2 separate regions of the Mus musculus genome follow, and region 1 is linked to region 2. A link is a contact called in public HiChIP or PLAC-seq data. All regions are on one chromosome and are shown on one strand. The core of a region is the stretch at or near the end of the contact, and the rest is flanking DNA. Distances in the headings are between cores, read along the strand shown. Region 1 has its middle 19 kb from the start of Gm52059. Region 2 has its middle 20 kb from the start of A530095I07Rik.

Evidence for each region. HiChIP or PLAC-seq counts read pairs in DNA pulled down with a chosen protein or histone mark.
Region 1: an H3K27ac HiChIP or PLAC-seq map of hepatocytes shows a contact between it and region 2, with 3 times the contacts expected there. The contact joins two enhancer-like sites. A contact is called at or near these places in 1 of 15 datasets of contacts at CTCF or cohesin (the NIH/3T3 cell line), 29 of 484 Hi-C or Micro-C datasets (the AML12 cell line, ECoMG myeloid progenitors, the G1E-ER4 cell line and 10 more), 8 of 115 datasets of contacts at active chromatin or transcription factors (cardiomyocytes, differentiating embryonic stem cells, double positive thymocytes and 4 more) and 4 of 9 other capture datasets (adipose tissue, embryonic stem cells, liver and 1 more).

What each region holds. Positions count from the first base shown.
Region 1 is chr13:69,636,931-69,639,676 of GRCm38.p6, forward strand. No RefSeq gene overlaps it. Among named protein-coding and RNA genes, the nearest start is that of Gm52059, 19 kb to the right of the region's middle. Within about 2 kb of position 1,436, at least 8 of the 459 cell types and tissues checked have an H3K27ac peak or open chromatin away from gene starts, as enhancers often do. A contact at or near this core is called in hepatocytes and liver, where this site is marked.
Region 2 is chr13:69,562,620-69,565,319 of GRCm38.p6, forward strand. No RefSeq gene overlaps it. Among named protein-coding and RNA genes, the nearest start is that of A530095I07Rik, 20 kb to the left of the region's middle. Within about 2 kb of position 1,447, at least 20 of the 459 cell types and tissues checked have an H3K27ac peak or open chromatin away from gene starts, as enhancers often do. A contact at or near this core is called in hepatocytes and liver, where this site is marked.

The DNA.
Region 1 (2,746 bases), core at 186-2,685, 74 kb after region 2:
GGCTCTGACTGTATTGTGTTGTGGAAAGTTTTGTGTACACTTTCTAGGTTTTTATACTTGTTGTGGGAGGGGTTCCTGGGGCCGGCCCTGGTTCTTTGATATGGTGGAAAAGGAGTTTGTGAGGGAGGAGTGCCAGGCGTGGTGGTCGGGGGAGTCCTGCAGCCCTGACTGATGAGCAGTCGGTTGCTCCCTTCCTTACATAGGTTTCTCAGAACAGAGACAGATGAGTGGTTATCTGAACATGGGTGTGATCTTTTCCTTGTATGTCCAGGGTTACAGACTCAGGCACAATTAGGAATTACAAATTGGACAGCTCTACTGTTACCAGCTGTATAACTCCAATGGACTAAAGCTTGCCTCTGCCAGAGCAAGCACATTCGTTACAGCCTGCCTTCAGGCTGGCAGTATTTGCAAGTTTTAAAGCACTCCAGACAAACAAAATATCTGAACTGGTCATTTTGTGAATAGCAGCACTTGTACCTAACTCCTTTTACTGTATCGTTTCTTCATCTATGCCAGAAAGTAGGAAAAGATTATTTCAGCCTATCTTATTGACTGAGTTACAGTCCGGGGCATATTATCTTAAAACTACATTTTGAGAGAGTTCTAAATATAAAGGGAGGCTTGAAATCTGCTACTAGTTCTGGCCAGTCAGATCTTGTCAGTTATCTGTTTACCCTGTTCCAATCATACTGCTTAAGTTTGCTTAGGGGTAAATGCCCCAAGAAGATTCCTGGAGTCATGGCCTCATTTAGAAATTCATAGCTTAATGCTCATTTATCACAGTCTCCGGGGAATCAGGATGAGTTACAAGCAGAGCCAGGTTAGAGTGAGTGCCGCACACAGAGACCAAAACCTGAACGTGAGAGACAGGAGGACAGCAGTCACAGCATCCGACTCAGCACTGCTGCATCTGTGTTAGACAGCTGTGCTGGCTTCATGACTCGTTGCTTCCGGTCGATATGGCCCTGTGAGAAGGGAAGACTTTTTCATTTTTGTAAGCTTGTTTAAGCCTCTATGTGGTCACATACATGCCATGGCTTAGGTGTGGAGGCTAAAGAAACGTCTGGCTTCTCCAGCACCATGTCTGCCTGCGGGCTGCCATACTTTCCAACATGATGATTTTTGTTTTTAAAACAGTGTCCGATTAACCACATGAAGCCTCAGGACCCAAACACAGGTGGACGTCTGCTAGCTCGCAGAGGCAGAAAGAGAAAGCCCCCAGCTGAGCCCTCCTACTCCACTGACATCCCAGGAAGGAAAAGCCCCTCCTTGCTCTCCACTCTGTCTTAAACGCCCTTCAACCCACAAGCCCTCCTCTCTCCCTCCTGGTTTGGTTTTGCTTTTTAATGTTTGCTCCGTGTCAGCTGATTGTTAGCTCTGCTCCTGCCCTATCATTGACTTTTTTCTAGCTCTTGCGTACAGAAGGCTCTTGGGTTAAAGGTGTGTGTTAGGGAAAATCAGTACCATAACTTGTTTACAGTACACAAAGCTCTTGGATAGAAGACTGCAACAAGGTTTTTCCTGTTCACAGTCTTGGGGTTCATACTGTGATCAGATAACCTGCCTTGATGATACTGGACTGAACTCCTGAACCTGTAAGCCAGCCCCAGTGAGATGTTCTCCTTATAAGAGTTGATTTGCTCATGGCGCCTCTCTCTTCACAGCAATGAAACCTTAACTAAGAAGTTGGTACCAGGGACTGGGTATTGCTGTGATCCGCCAGACTATGGTTTTGTTTGGAGGAATGTGGATTTGGGGACTTTGGATTTTGAAAGCAGCAGAGTGCTCTAAGTGGATAATACTGTTAGAAGCATGGAAGGCCGTGGTGCTGAGCATGATTTAAACTGTGGGGACTTGAGAGGTTTCTGTGGAGAAGAATTTTAGTATGTTACCTAGAGATTACTCCTAATGATATTCTGGTAAAGAAGGAGGCTGCTTTTTGCCCTTGTCCAAAGAGTCTGCTTGAAGCTAAGGTGAAAAGATTTAGATTAATTGCATTAGTAAAGAAGATCTCAAAACGGCCTAGGATAGAACCCATTCTGTGGTTCACTCTAAGGGTGTTTTGATCAAAGGTAGCAAGCTGAGAAAGGAAAAAAATACAAAATGTATGGTTCAGAGATTAAAGAGGTACCAGGAAATAGAAAGGCCCTATGTGTTCAAGAGATAAATGGATTAAAGTTATTAAATGGAATTAAGGGACCAGTGACCTCCAGGTAAGATCCCACCCAGCAACCCTCCCATCTTGTGAAAAGGAATTAAAGAAAAGCTTTGGTCCAGTCATAGTGGTACATACACCTTTAATCCCCAAAGTCAGAAGACAGAGGCATATTGGGTTCAAGGCCAGCCTGGTCTACAGAGCAAATTCCGTGACAGCCAAGCTTAGACAGTGATGGAAACTATTGAAAACAGAAAGCTGGTGATGATGTAATTGAACAAGGGGGCACGTTCCAGCCCCAGCAAGCAGCAGAACTTGTCAGGTTTGGCTCTGTGGTTCTGGCTTTCCCTCTACCACTAAAGAAAGTCTCTGAGGCCAGATGTGTGGCCGGGATGTCCTTGTACAGAAACCCAGAGAGGCCGTTGTGGGAAGCTGTGAGGGTGAAGGCTGGATTGCTTCGAATACCCCAAGAGGTTAGAGATGTCAGAGCCCTGGGGCACCTGCTGAGGAAAGCTGCTAACAAGAGGAGCCAGCCCAGTTGACAGACATCAGGCATGGAGATGCAGAGTTTGGAGTTTGCCCAGCTTG
Region 2 (2,700 bases), core at 197-2,696:
TAAACAAGGAAAACTACCTACCATAGGTGTTAGGAAACCTCAGTTTTGGGAGAGCCATGGCCCTGGGCATGTTCACCTAAGTCCTCTGCACAGGGTCCTTCCAGCATCCACTTAGAATCTGCACTGGTCTTGCAGACGGTTCAGCTGGTTGTTGGAAGCACACAGCTCCTTGATCACAACTGTGACGGTCTCATCTTTCCGAGGAACTCTAAGCTCCTCCCAGACCCTCCTCCCAGGGAAACACAGAGATCATCTTCTGGCAAGGTGGCAGTAATATAATCTTGTTCCCCTGTCACCTACCATGAGGGCACCACATAGGCTGTAAGAACAGGGTGTTAGGGCCTTGGGGGCCACTGTAGGGTCACCCACCTTTCACATAGATGCAGACAAATGTTACTATAACACCACAAGGAAAACATTCTTACATCTTGAAATACTGGAACAACAGTGGCTGTGGGCTTAAAACAAGGAATCAGTGACCCAGAACCACCTAGCAGGGGAGCACATTTGTTGTGAGTGGGTGAAACACAAAGTGTCTGAGTATACAGAATGGTGTGTGATACATTGTATAACAGTCCGAACATCCCAGCAGTGGGGCGTGTGCTATTGCTGGTCATGTCAGCACATCTGAAATGACTGTCTACCCCCTCCACGGGAGCCGCTGACCTCATCGCCACCAACACTACACAGACATGAGATGGCAGGGCTAGGATTTGGACCAGAGCTTATCTGCATGCTCTGTGCCTCTAAGGACACGTTCGGGTAGTAATTGAGTGGTGACAGGGTAGCGCCTCAGCCTCTGATGAGTTCATAGTGCGTGCCTGAACACATGGTTCCTGTGAGTTGTGAATGTAGATTCCTGAAGGAGGTTGTGTCTGCAAAGATTGAATGATTACAGCTCAGAGCTGTGGGGATTTTTGCAGTGCTGAAGATCCAGAGGCTAATTACCTTATCTTGGGCTAACTTAAGGTCCTAGAACAGCCATTCCTTCCCCAACTCTGTGTCAGAACACCCAGTGACTAATAAATAAAACCTTTTGGCTTAGCAGACCACTAGCTTCCATCAACTCAAAAGCTAAGACTGTCATCAGATAGCATGTTGGGCTTATAGGAAAGACGCCCCACCCCCATCTTGCTGTAACCACCTCTGTGAGGTCCCTCAATGTATTTTAAATTTGCCTTGATTTATTATGCTCTCTCTCTCTCTGTGTGTGTTCTGCAAAAACTCTAAAACTTCGTGAAACGGTTTCCACATTGGACCAAGGAATTGGGGGTAATTTGATAGGTACCTTTTTGGTCTGCTTTCAAAGTGTTTGGTATCTAGTTTGAAAACATTCTGTATAGACGGCTTGCTTGCTTGCTCGCTTTCAGATCTCTAAAGGCATCTTGGTTTCTGCTTGCTCTTGAAATTTCCGAATGCCCTTTGGTTTCTGTTTTGTTTGTCTTTGATATGTTTCATTACCTCATGGACTTTGTTTCCTGACACTCCTCAAATACACAGACTGCCTCTCCTGTGACATTGCCCAGCCTTAAGAGTTTTATGAGCACCTGGTGATAAAGATTCTGAAGACAAAATGCACTTGTCCCCTCCATTCAAAGTGTGGAGGTGTCAGGGGAAACACCCCACAAAATGCAGTGGACTCATAGGGAAACCCAACTGTATTGGCTCACATGGGAAGACACATGTGAGGGATTGGTCACCCTGCAACATGAGTCCTCTGAAATTCCATATATGTGCAGGATAACCCCGAGACCCAGAAGGAGATGATCTCAGGGTAAAAGCTGAGAAAGTGGGTCCCAAAGGCAGCACAGAAAACAAGTGACCCACACACTATTCCCTAGCTGGCTAGACAGGTGAGTATTCAGAAGGAGAAAAGGGGTGGTGAGATGGGGGTGGGGAGCAACAAAGTTTCCAAAAAGGAAAAAGTGTTTGGAGAGGAACCACTGTCTGGCACACTGGCCAACTTTACTGATTGAAAAGGAGTTTTAAGTATAGTAATTAAAATTCTAAATTAGTTACAGAGTCTTCTCAAAGGATAAAACCAGATGATATCTTCAATTAAAAGGAAAAAAAAGCCTCATATCAAAGGCTGCATTTCTATGAAAAGATTGGGACTGTGTCCAGATACTGCTAACTCACTGCTAGCCTAGGAAACTCAATGAAGGGAAGGGGAACTTTCTCACCTTATCTGAGAGTCCATTCATATGGACTTCAAAAATACTGGTGATAAGAGAACACTCAGAGCAATAAACATTTCTCTCACTTTCTATGTTTCTCTCTGTTTGCTTTTGAGACAGGATTTCTCTGAGTAGCCCTGGCTGTCCTGGAATGGGCCCTGTAGTCCAGGGTGGCCTCGAACTCACAGAGATCCACCTGTCTTTACCTCCCAAGTGCTGGGATTAAAGGAATGTGCCACCACGCCTGGCACTTTATGTTTTTAAAAATATTTTTATGATTAGACTTATAAAGGTTGTTTATGACATTTAATATTCCAAGTGATAAAATAATGTTAGTTTCCATCCCATAAAAAAACACCAAACCCAGATACTATTGCATATACCAACAAGATTTTGCTGACAGAACCCTGATATAGCTATATAGCTGTGAGGCTATGCCAGTGCCTGGCAAATACAGAAATGGATGCTCACAGTCATCTATTGGATGGAACACAGGATCCCAATGGAGGAGCTAGAGAAAGTA